Linked DNA regions of Capsicum annuum: regions 2 and 3 are each linked to region 1. The links are chromatin contacts, called in public Hi-C maps. All regions are on one chromosome and are shown on one strand. Each heading gives the region's core, a stretch centred on a gene start, on an enhancer-like site or on the middle of the called end of the contact. The rest is flanking DNA. Distances are from core to core; before and after follow the strand shown. Region 1 overlaps LOC107844142 (a long non-coding RNA gene). Region 2 overlaps LOC107844151 (ent-kaurenoic acid oxidase 1). Region 3 holds the start of LOC107860342.

Evidence for each region. A called contact is a pair of places that touch in the nucleus more often than the background predicts.
Region 2: a contact with region 1 is called in a Hi-C map of leaf, with 2.7 times the contacts expected there. The contact joins two enhancer-like sites. A contact is called at or near these places in 2 of 5 Hi-C or Micro-C datasets (leaf and placenta).
Region 3: a contact with region 1 is called in a Hi-C map of placenta, with 2.5 times the contacts expected there. The contact joins the promoter of LOC107860342 here to the enhancer-like site in region 1.

The regions. Positions count from the first base shown.
Region 1 is chr1:200,619,425-200,624,029 of UCD10Xv1.1, reverse strand. LOC107844142 (a long non-coding RNA gene) reads left to right here. Exons shown (of 2, transcript XR_007047627.1): 2 at 404-865. Among protein-coding and RNA genes, the nearest start is that of LOC107844142, 4.7 kb to the left of the region's middle. Within about 2 kb of position 2,194, at least 1 of the 5 cell types and tissues checked has an H3K27ac peak or open chromatin away from gene starts, as enhancers often do.
Region 2 is chr1:200,497,861-200,502,465 of UCD10Xv1.1, reverse strand. LOC107844151 (ent-kaurenoic acid oxidase 1) reads left to right here. Exons shown (of 8, transcript XM_016688636.2): 2 at 1-458; 3 at 544-807; 4 at 899-988; 5 at 1,084-1,162; 6 at 1,247-1,353; 7 at 1,632-1,753; 8 at 1,858-2,260. The coding sequence ends at 1,972. Among protein-coding and RNA genes, the nearest start is that of LOC107844151, 6.1 kb to the left of the region's middle. Within about 2 kb of position 1,930, at least 3 of the 5 cell types and tissues checked have an H3K27ac peak or open chromatin away from gene starts, as enhancers often do.
Region 3 is chr1:200,693,214-200,697,818 of UCD10Xv1.1, reverse strand. LOC107860342 reads right to left here and starts at 2,422. Exons shown (of 4, transcript XM_016705666.2): 1 at 2,278-2,422; 2 at 1,888-2,154; 3 at 1,332-1,791; 4 at 956-1,262. The coding sequence starts at 2,422. The coding sequence ends at 956. It also overlaps the pseudogene LOC124898708.

The sequences.
Region 1 (4,605 bases), core at 945-3,444:
ATGTATAAGTTGTGAGATTATACCCCCCTTTTTCTTTTCGTTTTTTTTTTCGGTTGCACATTGGAACCAACTGTTTATTTTGGGCCTAGTGACACAGTCATGTTTCACCAAAAACATATCTTGACGAGACGTCAGCAACAACTAACAGTATACTCAAAATAGTACTAATAGAATATGAGTGGGGGCTTTTAAAGCCTTTAATATGCCAAATCATGTCTTCCATGTGGTTCGTTGATACAAGAAGGAAGTTCTATAAGGGTGTTTAGCCGACTGCCACAACCGTACGGGTGAAACTTGGTTGATTAATTTCCTGTTTTTCCAGCGAGATGTTTATTGCATTTTACCAACGTAGCTTTCCTTCGTTTATCATGTCTTAGTCTTACTTATCTTTATTTTCCTTCAGTGTTGTAATTTTCCAGGACAAAGACAGTCATTATATGGATAAGAAAGCATCTGGCAAGGGAATTTCTGAGGAAGTGACTCGTGAGTCACTAATCGCGATATCATACAGTGAACCAGAGAAGGATCTTCCTTTTATTGAATCTGCACCTGAAAACTCCAACAATGAGAATGTGGTAAAATCTGTTAGCGGCGACACAGATGATAAATATAGGTCGGAGTTGATCTCAATATCCTATGCAGAGCCACCAGACACTGAAGTTCAACCAGTTTCACCTAAGGCTAACTAAAACTCTTGTTGTTTCAATATCCTATGCAGATGTTAAAACTCTTGTTGTTTTGCAACATAATGTTATTTACTCATAAAAAAATAGACATCCCTTGAACTTTGAAGTGTTTTCATGTGTTTACACCTTTCACTGTTGTAATCATTGGCGGAGACACTATAAAGTGTAAATTCATGGTGTCACGGATCACATAGCTAAGAATGTATTTAAATTCACAATTAGCCACTTTTTTGCCTTTTGGCAGTCCCCTGCTGTAATGCTCTCGCGCATACGAGGTTTGGAGAAAGATTGGACTACAAAGATTTATTATGTGCAACTTTAACTTGGTATTTCTGATAGAGGCTATTTCCACAACTTAACTCTCGAGGCAACTTTTCTCCTATTCTAATTAAAAAATTGTTAGTCATGTTGAAATTTCAAAATATTATCACGAAATACTCGTGAAATTCCTTTTTGGAGAGAATTGGTCTTTTAGATCATTTATAATTTATTTTTTAAAAATAAAATTTATGGCAGCTTTACAAGAGATTTCATTTTACACATAAGAATCTCTATTTTCACACACACACAAAAAAAAAAAACTGAAGATGCTATTTTCTTCTTACCTTTTGCAAGGGACCCAAGAGATTTTCATTCAAAAAAACCTTGATATTATAACATAATAGTTTAACTTGTCACAACTTTGGTTGGTGGTACTTGTATATTTTGTGTCTCAGTGATATATGTGATAAAACATATATTAGTGGTACCTTACAAGTATAATGCTGATCTATAACCAATATGTATGATACCTTTTGTTTATTTACATGCATTAAAATTATATATACAATTATATTTGGTGCAAATAGATGAATATTTACCTTGTAAACTATATATTTTGTAGGGAAAAAAACATTGTCCACCACAAAATTTAAATTTGAATAAAAATTACCAAATTTTCTCATGATGGCAACCTCGTTAAAGGGGATTTTTTTTTTTAAAAAAGATATTCTATCAGAATTTTTGAGATATTTGGATCTTATTTATGGAAGAGAGGAATAAAAGACTACGGAAAAGAAGAGGAAACGTAGTAAAACGTGTATTGATGTTAAATAAAACCCTGTAATAAAGGTAAAATCAAACTTTTAAATCATTAATAATTTTATAAACAAAATATGTCAACAAATACCACAAAATTAGGGATACTAGAGACCTTCCTTTCTTATCTCTTTTCCAAGGGAAAAGGGCTTCATATACCTCTCAACTTTGTAATTTTGAGTTGATATACCTTCATTAGAAAAGAGACTAACATATAACTCTGCCTTTACATCACTTTTCATCTGATAAAAGTGAAAAAATATTTTAAATTTATTTTTAATTTTTTTATCAAAATAAAATCCATATATATAATGTATCTTTTGTATATTCTACGTATACTTTAACATTTTTTCTTTGTACATATGACAATATCCACACTTTTTCCTCGACTTAGGTATTAAATTGGTGCTACATTTATCAGTGGGCTTAATGTGGATTTTTCTGGCCCAATGAACTTCCTTTGGACCACTTTTGCTTATTGGGCCTTAGGATTCCCATTTTTGAGAAAGGAAAAATTACCTAAAACCACAACATAACTATCTAAACTTCTAAGAATCCTCCCACTTTTTAAAAATTACTTAAATCCCAACATTTCATATTTTTACTATTTCTGAGATACAAGTTAACCCTACATGTATCTAATGTATGTATCTACTGTGATACAAGTTAATCACATTAGATACATGTATGTATCTAATGTGATTAACTTGTATCATCAGCGGTCAAATGTTGGAATTTTAGGAGGTTTTGAAAGATGTTGGGATTTTTAGTAATTAATGATAAACATGTCGGTATATATGTAAAATTTAATTTGAGAAAAGGGGTCTAAGTACACAAATAGCCATTGTCTCAGTAAGCTGAGTTACGTGAAGTGCTGTGGTTATCGATTCGATTTCATTTTCCATCTACATTTTGACATATTTATTTTCCACATTAGACTAGGCCGCACTAAGAAAAATAAATTTGGTATATACTTTTTTGGCATACATTAGGCTGAATAATTACATATAGCGCACCAAATTTCCATAATATCTACCTAAGTGCCACGCCAAGCTTACGCTATTAGTTTTCTTCTCATTTATATGATTTTTTTTGTCAAAAAATTCAAAATACAAAATTCAAAATCATAAATTAAACCTTGATTTAGAAATCCATTCATCATCTTAATAATAATGTTGAAATGTCCTTACGACTTAAGAGGGTTTGAAATATTTTAAAATGAAAAACGTATTTTCAAGAAAAGAAAAAGGGGAAAAGACATCACATCTTCATTTTAAAAATAAATAGTCCAAGTTTGATATTTTGTCCAAAAACAGTCAGTCGGTTATTTTATTTTCACATTATAGTCATTTTCTAACTATGGTCATTTTGACATAGGTAGTGCAGACACAGTTTATATATCATATTAATACAGTCCATATACAATACTAATACAGTTTTCAACTTGGACTATTAGGCCCTCTTTAAAAAATTTCAATTTTTTTTGCTATAACTTTTTAAACTGAAAAATATTCTGCTTTTTTTATTGTTTAAAAATAATAATTAAATATGATTGTATAAAAGCGGTATAATTATTATATAAGAATATGTATCTATATAATATATATGTATAGAAATTATATTGTTCTATCAAATATGTATATTTATAAAATATATAATAGAAAAATGTATAAAAAGTGTATAAAAATTATATAATTATTGTATAAAATGTGTAAAAAAATTATACAATTATTGTATAAATTATGTATTGAAACTATATAATTTTCATATAGAACATTTATATGTATAAGATATATATAGAAATTGTATAAAATATGTATAAAAATTATATAGAATAAACCGATAAATTAAAATTACTAAAAAATAAAATTTGAATTTCATTGTCATTTTCTTGAAATTAATTCGGCCGAGTGGCCATTTGTCTCCTTTTCCCAAAGAAAAAAGTGATGAGCAACTATAATCTCTACTCTTGCATTATTTTTTATTTAGTTTGAAAAGATTAGTGAGATTATGAAATATACAAGTGTATTTATGGATGACCTCTTATGACAAGTGACATCCAAGTTGGCCAAATAATTGAGGAATCTACACAAGTGCCGTAATACACACACTACAAAATTTGGCAATGGGACTCTCTACCACTCATATTATACTACTAGTATTAAAATACTTCCTCGTTAAAGAATGACCTACTTTCCTTTTTAATCCATTTAAAAAAGAATGATTTATTTTCTTTTTTAATAATTTTTAAATTTTAACTTTTCACATGACATGTTTAAAGACCACAAAATTGAAAGATATTTTGGTACATTTGACATATCTTTAATTTAACACCATAAGATTCAAAATTCTTCTTTATTTTCTTTAACTCCGTGCTAAGTTAAAATAGGTCATTCTTTTTTAAACGGAGGAAGTAACTTTTTAGGACACTAGCCAGTACGGCCCAAATTAATTTGTGTATTTGCTCAGAATGTTATATACTAAGTATTATAGTAAGTACTATTTTATTTTTCTCACTGCTATTATTTTATCAACAAATATAATAGGCATAATATATAAATATGTCATTTAACTTGGATACTATTATTATACCACGTAGGACGAGCATGTCTAGCACATAAAAAGTTGAAAGCCGATATTAATATAGATGTAAGTTAACGCCAAATTAAATGATACGTTTATGTATTATGCCCAATTAATATTTACTATTTTAGTTTTCCTTTATTTTTTCCCAACATGTACCACCTACCATATGCAACAGGAGGCCTCCGAGAGTCTGTCATTCTTAATTGGAAAAAATACATACAGTAACATACTTAAATATTAAATTATAAAAAATAGC
Region 2 (4,605 bases), core at 681-3,180, 120 kb after region 1:
ACAAGACATTGATGTTTGGTAGTCCAAGTGTGATTGTTACAACACCAGAAGCTTGCAGGAAAGTGTTAACTGATGATGAAGCCTTCAAGCCTGGCTGGCCTACTTCTACTATGGAACTAATTGGTAAAAAATCATTTATTGGTATTTCATATGAAGAACACAAATGGTTAAGGAAAGTAACTGCAGCACCTGTGAATGGTCACGAGGCGTTGTCGATGTACATTAAGTATATTGAAGAAAATGTTGTATCAGCATTAGAGAAATGGGCATCCATGGGGAAAATTGAGTTCCTAACACAGTTGAGAAAGCTAACTTTTCGAATTATTATGTATATTTTTCTTAGTTCTGAAAGTGAACAAGTCATGGATGCCTTTGAAAAGGAATACACAACTTTGAATTACGGTGTTAGAGCTATGGCTATCAACTTGCCAGGATTTGCTTATTATAAAGCACTTCAGGTAAATACCTCTGTCCTTTGTCACATTCTCAAAATTTTCTCTAATTCGTTGAGAGATGCTTTATACAACCAATTATAAATTTTAGGCGCGTAAAAAGCTCGTGGCGATCTTCCAATCAATCGTGGATGATAGGAGGGCGAAGAGGGAAAAAAGAGGACCAGAAGTTAAGAAAGACATGATGGATATTCTACTAGAAGTTGAAGATGAGAATGGAAGAAAATTGAATGATGAGGAAATTATTGATGTTTTGGTAATGTATCTTAATGCTGGCCATGAATCTTCTGGTCATATAACCATGTGGGCTACCTATTTTCTGCAGAAACATCCTGAAGTCTTCAAGAGAGCTAAGGTTACCAAAAGTTTACATTTTTGAAATGTATTTTCAATCTTCAAGTATTCTTTGTTTATTAAGCAAAACATATTTTGGTTTTGAAAAACAGATAGAGCAAGAAGTTATTGTGAAAAATAGGCCATCTGACCAAATAGGTTTGACCCTCAAAGAAATTAGGCAAATGGACTACCTCTCAAAGGTAGATTAGTTGTTACTTCTCTACATTCTTGGAATACCAATTCATTTTCTGTATAGTTATTGATGTGATGATACCATTTCATTGCTCCTTTATAGGTGATTGATGAAACGCTTCGAGTGGTTACCTTCTCCTTTGTAGTCTTCCGGGAAGCGAAAGAAGATGTTATTGTTCAAGGTCAGTTACAGTAACATTTCCTCGTATGTTTCTTTTTCTTAGTAAATGTCAAGGCTAACAAAACTTAACTGACTTGTTTTACAGGTTATACTATACCTAAAGGATGGAAAGTTTTGCTGTGGTTTAGGTCTGTTCATTTAGATCCTGATATCTATAATGATCCACTGGAGTTTAATCCTTCTAGATGGGATGTAAGTTAAACAAACCTTCTGCTTTACCTCAATCCCTTCACAATTTATTGATATAAATTTACTCTGTGCCTGATGATTACACTAGTCAATGAATACATGATACCTGTCTTTGTACATACTTTTATCACGTATACATTTTGGTAAATTGTACACTTTTTACCTCGCTTTTTGGTGCAAATATTGGATGCGGATAAATGTTTTATCCTTCCTCCAAAAAAGAAGAATGTTTAATTTGGTAAAACCATAATGATTTTGTAAATACCTTGTGAAACTTTTAGGGACTTACACCTAAGGCTGGATCATTCCTTCCTTTTGGAGGAGGAAGCAGATTGTGCCCAGGAAATGACCTTGCCAAGCTTGAAATATCTATTTTTCTCCATTATTTTCTTCTTGATTATGAGTGAGTTAAAATCTTCTTCCTTTTTTTTTCTTTCAGTAAATCAAGTTTGATCATTTATATATCTTTTTGGGCTGATTGCTGATCTTTTACTATTTCTTTTGCAGGCTTGAAAGGGATAATCCTTCTTGCCCGTTGCTGTATTTGCCTCATTGTAGGCCCAAAGACAACTGTTTGGGAAAAGTAAGAAAAGTCTCAGCAACTACTACTACTAATGCATAGAGCCCAAAAAGAACAAGAAAACCATAGCTCTCTTTCTCTTTCATTTATATTATTGCTGAATATGGAAATTGCAAGAGCAAGACGTATGCTTGGAATAGTTAGGAACAAAATAAAACAGCAATGCGAAAAAATTCAATCATTTTTTATTTTCCTTCGCATTTCTTGCTCAATAGAATTTTATCATACATTTTAGCAGGAAGATCATATAGGTAGTGTACATGATCTTCCATTTTTATTAAGACTTACCGAATGCAAAAAAAGAGTTGGTTACATTTGTTGCACGAAAAAGATCATGAGTCTTTAATGAACATTTCTTATAACTCCAAATCACATATCTTACAGAAACCTCATATCATATATGACATCTTACTGAATACTGAATTTTCAGCGGGGTCGAACTAAGGCATCCAAAACCCCTTTGTTTTAAAACTACATTGTTTGAAATATATATATATATATATATAGTAAATGTTAAATCTCTTTGACTTCTTTATATATTTTGAATTCTCTTAATAAATTGTGCTCCTCTGTTAATCCTTTGATATCACAGTAGATGTTAAATCTCTTTGATTTCTTTATATATTTTGAATTCTCTTAATAAATTGTGCTCCTCTGCCAATCCTTTGATATCACGATGTCTAGGTTAATACATCAATTCAGCAAATAAATTTGTATCTCCACAGAGGTGTTATTCAAAGCAAACTAGACTTTATCATTCAAGTAAAGTAGCTAGCAATTGTCATAAATGTGCATTAACATTTGCCAATATTGCCAGACATGGTCAGTAGGGTCAAAAACTTACGACAAGGCATTTCTCCCCCGCGAAGTTTCAAATTCCCAGTCCACACTGCTAAAAAAGATGGGTCAAAAACATATTTCAGGGATCCCACTAACTTATAAATTCCCGAATGCAAAACAACAAACCTAATAAAAATGCAACTATATATAGCACGAAAGAGCTGCAATTTAGCATCATCATAGGGTTAAGGGTTAATACCAGGAACGAATACATTATCACAACTCGTCATATCAGCTCCATAAATAGATATTGTACACTCACTCAAAAGTGTCGTCTAGTGGTCAATCAAGTTGGTTGAGAACCACAAAGTCTTAAGTTTAAATTTCGCGGTAAAGACAAAGAGTACTAGGTGATTTCTTAACATTTGTTTAGTGTTGATAGACAGAGTTAAATTGTTAGTGGGAGGTTGCGTGTATCTGTGCAATTAGTCAGGTGCACAAAAGTTGCCCCAACACCACATTCAAATACTGCACATCTGTTGCAATATATACTACTATACAATAGTTGGTGGACAAGAGAACATCAAAACTTTTTCTTTTTTCCCAAATTAGAACTTCTTTGGAGGAAATAGAGTTGTTTGTTTAATGGCTATTGATCTTGGATTTTTGGTGAAGTGTGTCTGTATCACAATCTCTCGTTGGTTAATGTAGTTGAGAAACTAAGGGGTCATTTGATAGTGTGTTTAAAGAAAAATAATGCATGTATTAGACTTATATATGATTAGTAATTTGTTTGCGAGGGTGGCTCAAGGGTGAGGCTATTAAAGCGTTTGCAATAGGCTACCAAAATTTTGTGGTCCTAAAAAATTTAATATGAATGTTATGATTTTAATTTCACTTAAAATAATAATAAAGATCATAAAATATAAAAGGTATAGAATTTAAATTAATAAAAAAAAGAAAGAACTATCTACATTTTATTAAAAATATTTTAGACCCTTTTATCAAAGAGAGAAGTATACATTACCCCCTAAACTTGTCACGTTTTATTCATGGTACACCTGAACTTTGACTTGTCCTAAGTACACCCAAACTTGTTATTTTAGTAAATCGCATGGCCCTTTTTTGCTGACTGGCCACAACATGTAATATATGCGCGGACATGTGGAAAAAAACGCTGATGTGGCTGTCCACGAGGATAAATACTATCCACTTCCCTTATATTTATTCTATATTAAAAAATAATTCACTTTTACCTTTAATTATCCGATTTGTCTCTAAAAAAATTATATTTTTCAGTTTTTCTCTACTCCAAAATAGTGAAAGAAAGAATTTTCGTCGATCAAGTAAGCTATTAGCTAAAAATTTATATATTTTTTTTGTGTTAAAAATATGAAATTATTTTTTTCGGTTAGTGTTTCATAGTAGTTTCTGATTAGTGTTTCGATTAGAATTTTGAGGACACTCACATGCACAAAAACGTTTCTTATTATAATTAATAGAGTAAGACATTGCATTTTAAGTTAGAGGTTACAAAAATCGAATCGATAAAAATATTATTGATTTATCGTTATTGAGTTAACGATTATTTTAATGATTTTGTGAAAAAAAATTATTGGGTCATTGTTTCGATTTTTTATATTGGGTTATTGGGTAAACCGATAACCCAATAAGTTTATATATATATATATATATATATATATATATATATATTACACCCAATAAGTAGGATTTTGGTTGTGACTAAGATTCAGTTTTTTTTCATGTTAGTTACTACTTTTTCTATTTTATGAGTATGTGTTTTAGTTTCTTTAGTATTTGTTTTGTTATTATTTTTTAAAATATCTGCTTCGATATTTAGTACATTTTTTTAGTTACAATAACTCATATGATAT
Region 3 (4,605 bases), core at 1,173-3,672, 74 kb before region 1:
CATTATCTCCCAACAAGGGAGATTTTTTATGAATTTATGACATATCTTGAGCAACACAACATCAATGTCAATATTCTTCAGGTAGGACACAATATTTCTCCTCTTCCCATTACAATAGAAATTTTTCTTTCAAGTGTTTGGGGCTGACATAAGAGCTTTTGTGCAAGAGAAGAAGCCGTCAAGCTAATTAGAAAGTCTTCATGTAAATAACACCTTGGTTGCAATGCTTATCGCATTACGTACCTATCTAAGTGGATTAGTGTCTTAACTTGTTTTGCAGAAATTTCCAAGTAATGGGGAGGATGCATCCTTTGCTAGGAAGGACGGCGTTTTGGTCTTCGTAATAGCTTATCTACACCAAATTTTAGCCAAGCCACCAATGAAGAGAGCAATGTCAAGTGCTCAGACAACATTTGAGTTATTCACCAAGGCTGGACAGCGGGGAGGATCTAAAAACAACACTCAACCTTTGGATACTCCAGAAGATGGATATGAAACAACAGAAGAATATTTATCAGACACAGAACTTTCAGTTTCGAAGCAAAATTTATTTGCCCGTTCTATAATTATTTTTTTGCACTGCGTGTTCCTGAAACTGTATATTGCTGAAACAGAGAAGAAGCAAATTTGATCAAATATGCTGGAAAGAAAATTATACGATCATTCATTACAACCTTCATCTTCTAGTGGAAAGGAAAAGATTGAGACGAAGCAGATGGCAGTTAAAAATAGGATGGCAATGCAGTGGCGGAGCCAGGATTTTGGTTAAGGGTGTTCATATTTTTAGAAAAAGAAGTGGGTCATAAAAAAATATTGTAAACCGTATATTGAAGAAGAAGAATTTTTGAACCAAACTAATCATAAAAAAACATATAAGATAACAAGTTGAAACATATAATATAAAAAAAGTCAACAAAGCAAATTCTATTAATAAAAACTTGATCAGAAAATATAATTACAAGTGCATTCGGCGACGCTTCATCCCTTGAAATGTTTCTATAATACACTCATTAGAAATATTCTTAAATACTCTTTTTTCTATATAAGGCACTATGCAACCATATAAGAATTCATCATCCATTCGATTCTGCAAGTCATTTTTGATATACTTCATTGCCGAAAAAACTTTTTCAACTGATGCAGTGACAACAGGTAGAAGCAAAGCAAACTTCACTAAAAGAAATACAAGAGGATAGGTTAAATGCTTCTTTTTCTCAACCAACTTTCTTGAAAGTTCTCCAAGTCCGCCTAAATTGGAGAATCTTTTATCAATATCACGAACATCAATAATATAATTAACAAGTTGATTCTCAAGAACCCTCATGTTGAACTCATCAAAATCATCAGGATATAATTTAGCCATCACCAATATCTTTTGGATGTCAAAACTAGAAAATGTATCAATTGGATTCAAGCAAGCTTCACCATTAAGCAAATCACTTGTCACCTCATTAAAACGGTCATTAAGTTCTTGTAACTGCCAATCAATAATTTTATAAAACACATCCACACGGTAATGGTGCAAAGTAGTATAATCAACTACTTTACGTCGTGATCTCCCTGAGTTAGCACATGGCTCATCATACTTGGGTAATGGAATACTATGCTTGATACAAAATTTCTCGACCTTTTCTTTGAGCGAATCCCAACCAACAGTCTTTTTAAAAATAGGATCCCATTCATTATCTCGTAATGCTTGCAATCTTCTCTTTGCTACTTTGACAAGAATCATGGCATTAGCAATATCCTGTTCCTTTTTCTGTAATGACACATTAAGATCATTTGTGATTCCTAAAACATCAGTCATCAAATGCAACAAGAAAACAGTCTCAAAAGTTTGACAACTTCTAAGAAATCCCTATGCGCTAGCTTTTTCTTCCGAAGTACTTGCATTTTCAACAAGAGAATCAAGTACATCAACAATGGAGGCAAGGTTACTAATAAAATTTTTAAACGACTTGTAGTGAGATTCCCAACGAGTATCACCGGCTTTAATAAGACCAAGTTCTTGATTCAAACCTCTACCCGTTTCTAGCTCACCCATATCTAATTCCTCTTGGAGTTTTTCTTTTTGATATTCTCGAAATTTATCCACACGTTTAAAGGAAGCTCCCAACACATTCAAAATATTTGAAGTCAATAATACAAGTTCTCCTACTTGAACACACCTTTTAGAAACCGCAATAAGAGTCAATTAAAGTTGATGAGCAAAACAATGAACTGAGTGAGCCGATCTACTTTCTTGTCTAATTAATGTTTTAAGACCACCTAACTCACCTTGCATATTGCTTGCTCCATTATAACATTGCCCTCGTACATAAGCTAAAGTTAAAGAATGGTGAGCAAGTACATCCACAATTGCTTTCTTTAGGGATAAAGCACTAGTATCTTTAACATGAACAAGTCCAATAAATGCTTCCATCATAAATCCCCTTTTATCAACATATCATAAACAAATAGCCATTTGCTCTTTGCGTGATACGTCTCTTGATTCATCAACCAACAAAGCAATGTAGTCACCATCTAAATCCTTTATTATAGCTTTGATAGTTTCAATCTTACACGCGGTCACAATATCTTTTTGAATATCATGAGAAATCATTTTATTATTTTTTGGAGTTTTTTCTAACACAAGGTTTAATGTCATCACATCTATCCTCAAGCTAAGAAAGTGCATCAAGAAAATTACCTTTGTTCAAGAATGATTCACTTTCATCATGACCACAGAGTGCTAAACCTTAATTTAGAAGAAATCGGACCACATCGATTGAAGCATTTAACCGAACTCAATATTCATTCTTACTTTTCTTGTCCAACTTGTAAAATGCCACCTCAATAGATTGTTCCTCCCTCATAAGATCTTCAGACTTCCTTTTTGATTGATTATGAATGCTATTCGGAGGACCAATGTGTGTTGCAAAGCTATCTTTTCTGTGCCAATTTCTAAATCCCTTCGTGGAAAATGTATTACCACCACCTTGATGAATGCTTTCGCCTTGAAATAAATAACAAGGCAAACAATAAGCTGCATCTGCACTTACACTATATTCCAACCAATCAGAATATTCATCAAACCATTTAGAAACAAAATGATGTGGAATTCCAAAAAAGTCTGTTTGAGGAAACTCATGATCTCGAGGTTGGAAAGGATGTTTTAGAATGTATGCCCTTCTTATCTCATCATGAATATTCAGAGGATAACTCAAAATCGGAGGTCTTTCAGCGGGATCAATTTTTAGATCATTTACATCAATTTTTGTCTCTGAGAAGACTGAGATGGTATTTCTATTTGATCAACATCTTCATCTCATCGGGATTGACTTTGAGACGTTGAACTTATTTTTGAAACTTTACGAAAATACTTCTCCAAGCTCATTGAAACCTCAAACTAAAATAAAAATCAAGCGCATCACACTTATTATTCAATTTCAACAAATAAAAAATTATGAATACTTGAAACATTGTCCCATCCTTCCAAATTATATTAACTAGCAAGTTATCTACTAGATAAAATTAAAATGTTGAATTACTTAGTTCAAAACAAAAAAAAAATACACAAAAGCAAGTTTAAGGGAAAAAAATTAAACTAAAAGATAAGAAGAATTGAAGAATACCTTTTTACAATTCACAATTCAATATTCGATGAAGAAAAATTATAATGATAGCCCGTTGAAGCTTTGAAGACTTTAACACCAAATTTCAACTTTTTTTAAACAATAAGGTGGAGAAGATTGTGGATTTGTGGTGAGGAAATAGAGAATAGTTTAGGGCTCGTGAACAATTGAAGGGTTGGGTTTAACACTACTACTTTAGAAATTAGAATTTAAGTTTAACTTGTTCTTTTTTAATTAAAAAAAAAGTGTGCTTTAATTTTATTTTTTTTAAATCACCTTTAGCAGCACTTGAGCTTTCAGCCTTTCACATTAGTTGGGCAATTGGGCTTGGATTTAACACTACTACTTTAGAAATTAGAATTTAAGTTTAACTTGTTCTTTTTTAATTAAAAAAAAAGTGTGCTTTAATTTTATTTTTTTAATATCAGCCTTAGCAGCACCTGAGCTTTCAGCCTTTCACATTAGTTGGTCAATTGGGCTTTCACACGGACCTGTTCCTCTTTTAAAAAGGAAAATAAAAGCAAATGCATCTAATGGGAATCGAACCTACATCACCAACATAAATTTGCACACCCTTAACCACTAGGTTATGCATTTCTATCTTATCAAGGATTTTCATCAGTATATATATAACCATATATATATATATATCTATATTTAACTTATATATCCAAAAAAAATTTCTGACGAAGGGTGTTCATCTGACCACCCTTCGCAAGCCGTAGCTCCGCCCCTGTGGCAATGGTGCGGTGCGGGTTTTTTCTAAAACCGCACCGCACCGCATCACCTTTAAAACCCACATTCATACCCGTGCATAACTGCACCACACCACACCGCACCGCACCGCCCCATGCTTTAATTTTTTCCTTTTTTTTGAAAAAATCGTAACTCCATTGAAAATCATAATATTTTTAAATCTACAACTAGGAAATAATAACTGATTTCTATTATATCACTTTTCACTAAAATTTGTCAAAAAGTATAACATGTA